2 separate regions of the Mus musculus genome follow, and region 1 is linked to region 2. Evidence: chromatin contacts called from public HiChIP or PLAC-seq data. All regions are on one chromosome and are shown on one strand. The core of a region is the stretch at or near the end of the contact, and the rest is flanking DNA. Distances in the headings are between cores, read along the strand shown.

Evidence for each region. HiChIP or PLAC-seq counts read pairs in DNA pulled down with a chosen protein or histone mark.
Region 1: an H3K27ac HiChIP or PLAC-seq map of embryonic stem cells shows a contact between it and region 2, with 8 read pairs. The contact joins the promoter of Adrb3 here to the promoter of Rab11fip1 in region 2. A contact is called at or near these places in 1 of 484 Hi-C or Micro-C datasets (embryonic stem cells), 4 of 115 datasets of contacts at active chromatin or transcription factors (embryonic stem cells, extraembryonic endoderm stem cells and trophoblast stem cells) and 3 of 9 other capture datasets (adipose tissue, liver and pancreatic islet).

The regions. Positions count from the first base shown.
Region 1 is chr8:27,227,905-27,233,573 of GRCm38.p6, forward strand. Adrb3 (adrenergic receptor, beta 3) reads right to left here and starts at 1,684. Exons shown (of 4, transcript NM_013462.3): 1 at 1,205-1,684; 2 at 1-846. The coding sequence starts at 515. Gm45470 (a long non-coding RNA gene) reads left to right here and starts at 1,505. Exons shown (of 3, transcript XR_001778544.2): 1 at 1,505-5,669.
Region 2 is chr8:27,172,548-27,178,665 of GRCm38.p6, forward strand. It overlaps Rab11fip1 (RAB11 family interacting protein 1 (class I)), which reads right to left and starts at 2,099. Exons shown (of 6, transcript NM_001080813.2): 1 at 1,662-2,099. The coding sequence starts at 2,038.

The sequences.
Region 1 (5,669 bases), core at 434-2,933, 55 kb after region 2:
CTCATGATGGGCGCAAAGGACACGGCAGCGGACACGATCCACACCAGGACAACTGCCGCGCGGGCGCGGCGCTTGGTAACCAGCGTGCCGTAACGCAAAGGGTTGGTGACAGCTAGGTAGCGGTCCACAGCCAGGGCGCACAAGGTCTCGATGCTAGCAGTTACACAGAGCACGTCCACTGACGTCCACAGTTCGCAACCAGTTTCGCCCAAGGGCCAATGGCCAGTCAGCGCCAATGTGGCCCCTGGTGGCATTACGAGGAGTCCCACTACCAAGTCAGCTGCGGCCAGTGAAGTCACGAACACGTTGGTTATGGTCTGTAGTCTCGGCGTGCGGGCGATGGCTATGATTACCAGCAGGTTGCCTCCCACCGTGGCCAGCGCCAGCAATGCCCCAGCCAATGCCGCTGCCCATGGTACTCCTGGCAACCCACTGGTGTTGGCTGCACTGGGGTCCAGGGTAGGGGCGTCCGACCACAAAGCCAGAGAGCCGTTTCTGTGAGGCCACGGAGCCATCTCGTGTGGCGCCTGGGGTGGGAAGGTTCCCCCTCCTCCCCAGACCCGCTGGCTTAGGGAAGGGGACAGTAGGGCTTGGGAGCGACTCTTCCAGCCTGGGCCATCTTCCCTAATTGCTGGGGTAAGTCTGTCAGCTTCCCTCCATCTCACCCCCCATGTACACCCTAGTTGCCGGGAGGAGTGGCTGCTTTTAAAGGAACAGCGTCCAATAGTCACAAGAGAGGCCTCTGGTGGGAATTGGAGGGTGGAGAGGGGCGTCCTGTCTTGACACTCCCTCAGCACCGGTTTCCTGGAGCTCAGCAGCTCCTTCCTGGCAGAACCTGAGGCAACCCTGCAAAGAAGAGAAACCCCCGCACCCTATCCTTTACCCAACAAGGAAGGCAACCATCCAGAAACAAACCAAAACAAAACCGAACAACCCAAACCATCCAAGATAGCCCCTCTTCTGCTTGGATGCTCTCCCTAAGGTATCTTATTGTTTGAGATAGTCTTTCTATATGTTGCCCAGATTGGTCTGGACCTCCAGATCCTTCTGCCTCAACCTCCCCAGTGCTGGGATTACAGATCTGTGCGCCACTATTCCCAACTCTAAGACTCTTTTTGTGAAGCCACCAACCAGAGGTGGCTGGCATCCTTTTCTCTCCCAGCTGATGAGATCCGTCCCCTTCCCTTTCCTCAATTTCGCTCACCCTCTGTCCCTGTCTGCTGTTTCAGTTCTTCTTCTTTTCAGTTACTGGAGACACCCGCTTGTTTCAGGAGTCACTCTAGTTTGACATGGCATCGTGTAGCTTGGGATGCTGAGGGCTTCTGGTTTCCATCTTCCTCCTGCACTGCCCAGTCCACACACCTTTCTCCTAGAAAATTTCTAGAAAAGTCCCTTCAAATTCTGAAGTGATAGACACATTAAAATGAGAGGATGGAGTTTTGGAGAGGGAGGGGTGTATCTCGGTGGTAGAGTGCATACTTAACATGCTTGAGGTCCAGCACAGAAAGAGAGAGAGAGAGACAGAGACAGAGAGAGACAGAGAGAGAAAGGATGCATTTGAGGCTGTCTAGCACAGTGGTTCTCAACCCGTGGCTTGCAGTCCCCACCGTGTTCACATATCAGATAGATATCCTGCATATCAGATATTTACATCACGAGTCAGAATAATAGTAAAATTACAATTATGGAGTAGCAACTAAAATAATGTTATGATTGGGGTCACTGCAACATGAGGCACTGTATTAAAGGGTCGCAGCCTGAGGAAGGGTGAGGACCACAGGTCTATCGCCACACTCAGTTATCCAAAGCTAATGTTTGTCACCTTCCCCATGGTAAAGAGTTCTCATCCACTTGCTGGAGATTTCTTCATAAGAAACTAGAGTCGAGGGAGTCATGTGTCTGCATGTGAACGTGTGGGTGCATCAGGTGTCTCCCTCTACTATTTTCCAGTTTATTACCTTGAGACAGGGTCTCTCACAGGGCCAGAAAGCTTTTGCGTTGGCTAGGACGGTGGAGTCTGGGCTTTTGAGATTCGCCTGCCTCTGCTTCCCAAGGCTGGCATCGTGGGTGTGTGCGGCCACATCCACCTCTTCACTTCGGTGCTGGGGATTTGAACTCAGTGCCCCTGGCTTGCAGAACAAACACTCTTACTTACTGTGCCATCTCCCGGGGCCCTCGTACTGCATATCTGGAGTGCATAAAAGGATAAGCCTGGTATTTTAATGCCTCTGAAGTTTCTTATACAGTAAGATCAGCGCCTCTGAGCCCCCTCCCTTCACCCAGACTTATAGGACCTGACCCTGTCATCCAATCTCCCAGTCAAAATTTTTCCAAATTGGATGTGGGCATGAAAGGCTTAGAAATAAGCCTCTGGGAGTTAGGGAAATGGCTAAATGAGTGAAGTGCTTGCCTTGCAAGCAGAAGGACCTGAGTTTGATGATTCCTGGGATGCGAATAAAGAAGCCTGAAGTGATGGCCTTCACATGTAATACCAGGGTTAGGGACGCCTGTCAAGACTGCTCCATGAGTTGTCTCATTTCCACCCCGAAACAATGGGGCAAAAGAGAGAAAAAAACAAATATAGTGGAAAATGCCTCCAGGGTACCCCCCTGGCATGTTCTTTTGAGTAGCTCAATATTTTAAAAGTGTCCTCTATAGCCACTGGTCCAGGCAATCCCCACGGGAGGCTGAACCAGGGGTTGGGAGTCAGAAAGGTTGGAAGGGGAAGAGAGAACCTAAAATTATCCCTGAGGAAAAAGGGCCAGCTGGGCTCCCAGGGACTCAGCAGCTCACTCACCCATGAGCAGGACTGTCAGGGGCTCTCAAGCAAAGGTTTTCCCTGTCCCATGGATGCAGCCGTCAGAGCTCCCTTCTGCTGCCCCTGCCCCTGCTCCTGTCCCAGCCATGCCAGGGTGGTGTGAAGGCTGCCTTTGGCTGTGGCTTCTTGCTGGTCATCAGGGTGATTGCACCCAAGTCAGGGTTTTGCAACACCCCAGAGCGCTGCCAGTTATCGCAAAGGGGTGTCATAAGATTCTCAGCAAGCAATCTCTAAAACAAATACATGCCATTTGGCTCTTCCCCCCACCCCACCCCCCTACCCCCAGGACATCAGAATAGGTTGGGGAAAGATATCTCCCCCAAGACATACTCAAGGGCCATCTCTGCTTTAGTCAAGGACCAAGCCCTGTTACTTGAAGAAAATGTGCAAAAATGTTTATAGTTTTGAAAAAGAGCAAGAGTCCCCAGTTGTAAGAACATACCGGTGTGTGGCAAATGATTAGTCCTGTAACCAAATATTGTGAGAATTAATGTGCTAGACCCCTGTTCCCAAATGTGCCTCCCCCATTCCTGGGAGGCAGCAGAGCCATGCCCAAGTACTCTGCCTCCTTCCTCGCCGCTCCTATTGTTTTGCTGTTTCGGTCTTTGAGATTATTCTCTCTCTCTCTCTCTCTCTCTCTCTCTCTCTCTCTCTCTCTCTCTCTCGTAATTTTATTGTAAGTTTTTAACAAACAATGTAGTCATCTTGTTCAACCATCACAATATAGAAAATGTAGATAACAGAAAGTGACTTCCATCCCGAGGTTCAATTCCTCAACAAGTAACTGCTATCGGATCTTATTAATCTTTCCAATAACATTTTATTGAGAGATAACTCAGGATGTAAAAGCATACTCTTTTTGCCTTTGTTTTCCACATGACTGTATCTCAGCCTGTGCTTTTAAGTTTTAACATAACTATATGACCTTAACTTATGACCCTTCTAGATGAACACACAAAAGATACCCATTTTTAGTATGAATGGACATAAAACTAGTCATCTACAAGTGGACACCTGATTTCCTGTCTTTATCCATAGATGATGTTGCAGTGTATAATTAATACCCTAGTCCTTTCATTCTTTTGCAGATGTATTTGTTTCTATGAACAGAATTGTTATAAATAAGGCATACATACACTTGTACGTTTAGAAGTCATTGCTCCATTTTTCTCCCCAGACAATATGTCTGTTTCCAACCTCACTATCACTTTTGGTGGCCAGCTGGGGGTTGCAAGCCAGTGGCCTGATGCCTCTGGGAAGCCATCCTAATGGCTAGGCCTCCGGGAATTAGCATTGCCTGTTCTGTAGAGGTCGTCCAACTCTGGATAGACACATACATTGCCCAGAGAGAGCGTTGCTCAGGCCCAGTCCCCCATGACCTTTGTTTTATGCCCTTGGAGGCAATCATAGTGAGTGTGGGCCCCTAAGATGCTGATGGTGGACCCCCAAGTTAGAAGCCCCAAGGATGTGTCTGGAAGAATAGCAATCTGTGGTGAGCAGAGGCAGCAGCCACTTGGTGGACAGAAGTTCTTAAAGTAGGAAGTTTTGTCCTGGAGAGAAGGCAGAAGCTGTGGTTCCATGGACATTGACACGGGGTGCTTGTATATGTATTTACACGACACGGCAGTAAGAAACCCACGAAGGCTTATGTGACTGTGGCCCGGTACCTTGTCTAAGACCACGTATGTTAAAGGTGAGTGTGTATAGTACATATATGTGTGTTTTCTATTTTTTGGTGCTTGGGCTTGAACCAAAGCATACTGAAGTGACTTATGAATAACAGCTAGGACTCTAGTCACAAGGCTCTGGGTCTCATCAAGTATTTCATAAACTGGACAGGGCAACACAGGTTCCAAGATCCCAGCAACCAAGAGCTAAAAGTAACAGACCTGAAGCTTAGAATATTCTTGACAAGACACCATGTTTGATGCTGGTCTGGGATACTTGAGGCTCAGTATTTAAAAAAATCTGGGGGTGGGGGGAGAACACTTTAAATGGGTTTCCCTTCTCCTTTCTAATGGTGCTGGCGATTTATGCATGCTGGGCGAGGCTTCTACCGCTAGGTTAGCCCCAGCTCTTGTTTTGCCCTTTTGTTTTACACAGGTCTCACTAAGTGACCAAGGTTTGGCCTTGGAATCACTTTGCAACCTAGGCAGGGCTTGAGTTTATCATCTTCCTGAGGAGATTTCATTAGTAGCTGAGATTACAGGGTACCACACTCGCCTCTCAAACAGTCATTAAAGATCAAATCCACTAGCAACACCTTATATAGTTATATACTGAGGTCCAGGGAAGAAAGCCAGGCACGTTCACAAGTGGCAAAAGCTAATTCCTAACAGGTATTAGCACACAGACAGAGGAGGCATGGGCTCTTTTGCCAGCATGTGTCCTCATTCCCAGCCAAACTGTGCCAGCAATACCTCTGTTCTGTCCTGGTTGGGACAACAATGGGCCACGGTCTCCCTGAAGTCAGGGAAGTCAACCAAAGCTGCAAAGAAGCCCTAATGGAAGACATTTTGTTTCCTTTAACACATGGCAAAGCTAACTCTACACACATCTGCATAAAGGTGAGAGGTTCTAATTTCAGGGGACATAAGATTCATGTCTAAGGGATAGGTTGGGACAAGGGCTTTCAACAAGAAATGGGTTGACAGAGCATTCTACTAGTGCCTTATGTTTTATTTCTAATTTGACTTAAATTTGCACGCTGGGGGTGGAACCCAGGGCCTCGTGAGCATGCTAAAGCGGGAAGCCTACTGCCCAGCTACACCTCAGCCCTGGTTCTTCCTTTTCAGGTCTTGATCATCCATGGAAGAAGGGATCAAGAATTGGTCTTCTAGGGCGAGAGAGA
Region 2 (6,118 bases), core at 849-3,348:
AACACCAATTAAGGGTAGCAGCATGCTCCATTTATAAATAGGGAAACTGGGGTGTTTGGAGCCAGAGGAGCCCAGCTATGAGTCAGGGGCTAGTGGACGTCAGACCTAGGACTGGGAAACCCCCATCTCCAGCATGGAGATGCAATCTATCTTGCAAGGGGAATGAAATAGTCATATAAGAAACAGTTAAACAAGAGACGTGAACATCCATCTTGGAATGGGGCGAGATGAAGAGCTGGCAGTCAAGCCCTGCAAATGGCATTGAATCCAGAGAGGAAATAAAGTTAACTTCGGCTTCCCTTCCGCAGATACAGTCTGGCTTGTAAGACGCTGTGTTCAGAAATGCCTATTCATCGGTGGCCACAAAAACGACATCAGGTATTTCAATTCTAAACATTGCTTGCTGAAACAGATCCTACCCTAGCCTGGAAAATTCAGCTCCTCTGAATCCTGCCCCATCCCAAGACAAAGTTAAAAGGCCCAGTGTACCTGAAGTACCAGGAAGGAACATAAGGATATGTTTTTCGGCCCAGGGGGGTTTGGTTGTTAACAGAGCTGGCATCTATAAGGTCAAGCAAAGTACCCAGTTAGGCTAATCCAAGCTCTTTGGTACACGAGATAACCGTAATCAAAGGTTCCATTGGTTAAAGTGCCCTTTGCAAACACCAGTGAACAAAATAAAATAAAGTAAAATAATCTGAAGACTTTCAAGTGGCCGGGCGTGGTGGCACACGCCTTTAATCCCAGCACTCAGGAGGCAGAGGCAGGCGGATTTCTGAGTTCAAGGTCAGCCTGGTCTACAGAGGGAGTTCCAGGACAGCCAGGGCTACACAGGGAAACCCTGTCTCGAAACAAACAAACAAACAAACAAACAAACAAACAAAAGACTTTAACGTGAACTGGAGTTTGCCTAACTTTTTCTGCAAAATTAGGATGTCCTGTCAGAACCTTCAATTAAGGGGCCACAGGTAGGCTAGTGAGTAGCCACGGTACCAGGAATTAGAACCAGACAGAATTTACCAAACTCCAAAGAGCAACAACCTATTCTACTCACTTCTACTGAGTCAGTAACAGATCTTGGAACAATCATCGACCACTAATTCAGATCCCAGACAAACAACAAACTGTTCTAGCGTTCATTCCGAGGGGTCGAATCAGATGGGCATGAGAATCAGCAATCACCAGGCTGGTGGTTTTTTTCCCCCACTCTTGTCCTCCCAGGATCGTCCAGCTCTGGGGGCCCTAGGCTTTCACTCCAAATAGCTACCCTCCCTGGCCCAAGGGTTCTCAGCTCAAAGCCTCTCAAGTTCAACAAAATACTCAGGGGAGCGTCCATGCAAGATAAAGCGGATACCCCACCTAATAGGAATTCTCCTACCTGCATATTATTTCAGTTCACCAAAACTTCATCTAGTGCTTAGTGTGCTGTGCGGTCTAAGGGCGCCCTGAGGATTCAAAGGTTCTCCTATCTTCCAAAAGCCCCCATAACTGGGAAAGCTGGAAACTGACAGCCCGAAGAGAAGCTGGGTTAGGTGAGCCTGCGGGCGAGGGGGAGCCAAGGGCCATCCTCCCATAGCGCGGTAGCTGCCACTCTCGCCCCCAAGGTGCACTGCCCGAGCGTCCTTCCTCCCCTGGACTCCCCGCGCCCTGCAGCCACTCACTGCTTCTTCCTGCGGCCCTGGTCCCGGTGCAGCTCCCGCAGGTCCACCTCGGCGCGGCCCAGGAACTTATCGAGACCGAGCAACGCGCGGTGCAGGACGGTGAGCTGCAGGGTGGCGGCGGCGGCCGGCGCGGCCCCGGAGGACAGCAGCGGAGGCAGCTCGAAGGTGGCTTCCTCGCGCCACACGGGCGCGCCCAGGCTGCGCTCCGACACCGACGTGGCGTACTTCTCCTTGCCCACCTGGATCACCGCGTACGCGTCGCTCGTGCCCCCGGGTCCCTTGGCCCGCAAGCCCCGCGCCTGTAGCACCGTCACCTGCACGTGGGTAGGGGACCACATGGTCCCCGGGCCCCGGCCCGCTGAGGCCGCCAGGGACATGGTGGCAGACGCGGCACCAGGCTAGGAAGCCAGAAGGTAGCCGCTGTCCTCGGTCTGGACCGCCCACCGGGCTCCCGAGCCGCTTTAATGCTTCCGGCCACGCCCCCACCACGCCCCCTGCGCCCGCGCGCCACCTGCCCTGGGGGCGGGCCTCGCGGAGAAGGCGGGGACCTAAAGGTCACGTGGGCTGGCGCAGCCTGAAGAGTTTTGGATCAGAGAAGTAATGATGCACTAAGTGGTCCCCAGTTGTCTGAGTCCGTATGAGGGAACAGGAGCAAGCCTGATCCGCCTAGCAGCAGATGTGAGACTTTGCCTCAGTTTCTTCTTGCGTAAAACGAGGCGACAGTCACCCCTTGGATTGCTGTAAAGAAAGTAATACATTTAAGTTTATAGCATAGTTGCATGCCTATGGGAAGGGCTCCGAAAGTGGTAGCTATGCTTGGGTTATACCACACCACTCCAGGGATGCTTCTCCTGCTCTGGTCCCCTGGGTACTGCTCTGGAGGAAGGCGGGGAGCCAGGGATGTTGTGAGAGACTGTGTCGGGGAAGCGGAGGGTAGGTGAGGGACTAGCCTGTGCTACTCTGCCCTTACCACATAGGGTGAGGCTAGGTTAGGAAGAGCAAGAAGGGGGAACTGGAAACGGGGTTGCCAAACCGAACCCCTCGGTTCCCCATTTCTTCCTACGTAAGCCTCTTGCGTCCTCTCTGGGCTCCATCTCTGGCCTCCCACTCGGTTTTCTTGTTCCCAGTCAGTGTCTAGCAGATTGGTGACTTCCCTGAGTGTTTCGGGTCATCCTTCAAAGGCTGAAATCTCCGATGGTGAGTTATTCAGAGTGGAAATGTAACTTTGAAAGCCTTAAGGTTCAGGAAAGATGTGACACGTCCGAGTTCTTACATTAAAGCTGGGGATAGAGCCCTGGTGCCCTGGCTCCCATGCTAGAACTGAGGACACCTCCCGCGCTACAACACTTTAAAGGTTTCCAGACACACACACACACCCCTCCCTCTCCACTGAGCTCCCTCTGGTCGACCAGCCTACTGCTTTCCCGACTTCTGGAACCCCTGCAGTGTTGAATTACCGCCAGCTGCGGTACTTCTCACTTAGACTCTTGAAGGCATTCCTTTTTTGGGTCCCACCCCTTTGTTTTCCTTGACTTCTGGGTAAACAAACCTGCAGCCTAGAGAGTTTCTCTCCCTGGGGCCCCAGCTGTCCCTTATCTACCTCACTGCTTGTCACAGATTTCCACTTGACATAGCTGCCTGAAAGACAGGTGACTTGTTTAACTCCCTGCTTCTCAGTCTTGCGGGGGGGGGGGGGGGGGGAGAAAATAGGACTGCCAAGGTGGCTGGGTCATACAGATTATGAACACCAGGATTTGGAGTTATACATCAGTGTTAGACCTGGCGAGCTAGAAAGCTCACTGGAAGGCTATGAGCAGTGGCATCCTTAAACTGAGCCCAGTTGGGAGGTGGTGGTGCCTGTGAAGAGCATGCCAGTGACAGCCATTTGCCTTCATTTCCCCCTGGGGACTGTCTGCTCTCTGTCCCATCTGCCTTCACTTTACCCATCCTTGCTGTCTATACTCAGCTGGCTGTCCTGCTTGTCCAATGGGCCCTACTAGATGAACTCTACATCTGGGGTCCAAATTGGCTTTGGAAGTTTACAGCTCTGATTCCCTCCACACTCACTTATATATATATATATATACAGGGGTTGGAGAGATAGCTTAGCAGTTAAGAGCACTTGTTGCTCTTCCAGATGACCCAGGTTCTATTCCCAGCACACACATGGTGGCTCATAACTATAGCTCCAGAGGATCTGACAGCCTCTTCTAGCCTCTGCAAGCAAAACACCCATATACATAAAATTTGAAAATTTATAAATATTTATTTTTACTATTTGTACACACACAGAGAGAGAACAAGCTGATCTCAAAGGTCTCTTTGTCCTGTCTCTGTCCTCTGGGGGCTGGGATTACAGACATGGGTCATGTTGCCCAGACTCACATTTTCTGTGCTGCTTCCACGAGAAGCAAGCAAGGATTGACCCCAAGCTGGATGAGCAAGAGGTAGCATCTCTTCTCTCGTGGAAGGGATAAAGGGAGGGAGGTGGGGCGAGAAAGAACCACGAGCGTGCGTGACCTCATGTGTTTGGGTTTCTGTCAGGCAGAGACTCTGGCTAAGAGAGATGGCAGGGTGGAAGAGGGCAGTGCCACTTCATCACCAGCACACACCAGGGCCTTTTTTTATTTTATATTTTTGACTCTCAGTTGGGGTTCGCTGAGATGCCTGGGGCTGGGCTTAGCAGTGATGGGGGTGGTGACTGATGGGGGCGGGGCGGGGGGAGGATATCAGACATGTCAATAAAGAAGGAACAAGGTGTTTTCCAGCCAGATATGGACCTACAAGATGGCTGTTTCCTCTTTTTTTTTTGGGGGGGGGGGGGGCGTCACACTGTCTTTAAGACTCAGTGACTGAGTGAGAATCTGTCTGCTTTGACAACACTGTAACCTGACTAGGGATACACGGGCACAGTGACAAAGGCTACAAGACAGACAGTTGAGAAGGTTCTGGCCGCCCACCAACTAACAGCACCACCACTCCCAGGCAGCTGGCTATCCCAGAGGCAGGTCTGCAACCATAAAGGGCCATTGGGAATGTTTGTAAATACCTCCCGAGGTCAGGGCGGAGTGAAAGAACTGCACTTCTTCCCACCTGCCCCGCCCACTCCTGGGTCCACCTGCCCCGCCCACTCCTGGTTCCAACTGAAAGAGGAAGAGAGTTTCAGTCAACCCTGAGCACACAGACAAGGTGCTGGGCAGGTTAGACTGGACAGGCAGGGCAGCCGTCGTCCTGCAAAGGCACCAAAGCGTGGCTGGGAGCAGGAAGGCTCCCGGGCCTCTCCTCAAGCAGCGGCCAGGCAGCTCCGGTCCATCAGGAATGCAGATCTGTAGAGGCCAGCCAGTAGCTTCCTCATCCGTGCTGGGGGAGGGGAGAAGAGCCAGACAAGCAAAGGGACCCTAATCACTGCTATCCTAAATTGCCAACCACCGCCCCAGGAAGGGTTAAATCCAAAATGATCACTGGGAATTTTAGGTGGGTGATGTGGCAGGCAGTCCAGAGGAGGGGCTGGAAGAGCCTGGTAATAATGGCTGCCTGTTTTCATCCTTTGCTGCAGATTCCAGGGTGTGGTGGTGACAAACGTCCTGGTACAGTGATTCATTCACCCAGCTCTTGGTAAATAGCTCTCTAGCCTCTTGTGTCCAGATGCCTTGGCACCTGCCCACTAGCTGGGCTGTGACTGCCTCCTGTGTGACGGTTTGAGGAGCATGCAGGTTGGTTTCTGTCAACCTGACGAAAAACCTGGCTATATTTGGGAAGACCCGATACTCAACTGAGAAAAAACACCTCGATCAGATTGGCCTTATACGCGTGTCCCTGAAGTATTTTCTTGATTAGTGATTGATGTGAGAAGGCCCAGCCCACTGTGGGTGGTGTTACCACCCCTGGGCAGGTGGTCCTGGGTTGAATTAAAAAGCAGACTGAGCCGGGCATGGTAGCCCACGCCTTTAATCCCAGCACTCAGGAGGCAGAGGCAGGCGGATTTCTGAGTCCGAGGCCAGCCTGCTGGTCTACAGAGTGAGTTCCAGGACAGCCAGGGCTACACAGAGAAACCCTGTCTCGAAAAACCAAAAAAAAAAAAAAAAAAAAAGCAGGCTGAACAAGCCAGTAAGCAGCATCCTTCTATGGCCTCTGCTTCAGTTCCTGCCTCTGAGATCCTGCCTTGAGTTCCTGTCCTGACTTCTCTTGGTGACTGACTATGAGCTGACCAGGGCTACACAGAGACCTAGCTGCTTTTACGCATGGTGTTCATCACAGCAACTGAAAACAAACTATGACAGGGAATGAAGAATTATTTCTCGGCTGACTCATGGAGGAAGTGCAGGTCTCCATCATCATTGTCCTGTGTGTCTTAGAAGAGGAGCTCTGGTCTTGTATTCATGAAGCCCTGGATTCAATGCACAGTATTGCCAAAAAGAAGGAGGAGGAAGAGAAAGAGGAGGAGGAAAAAGAAGGAG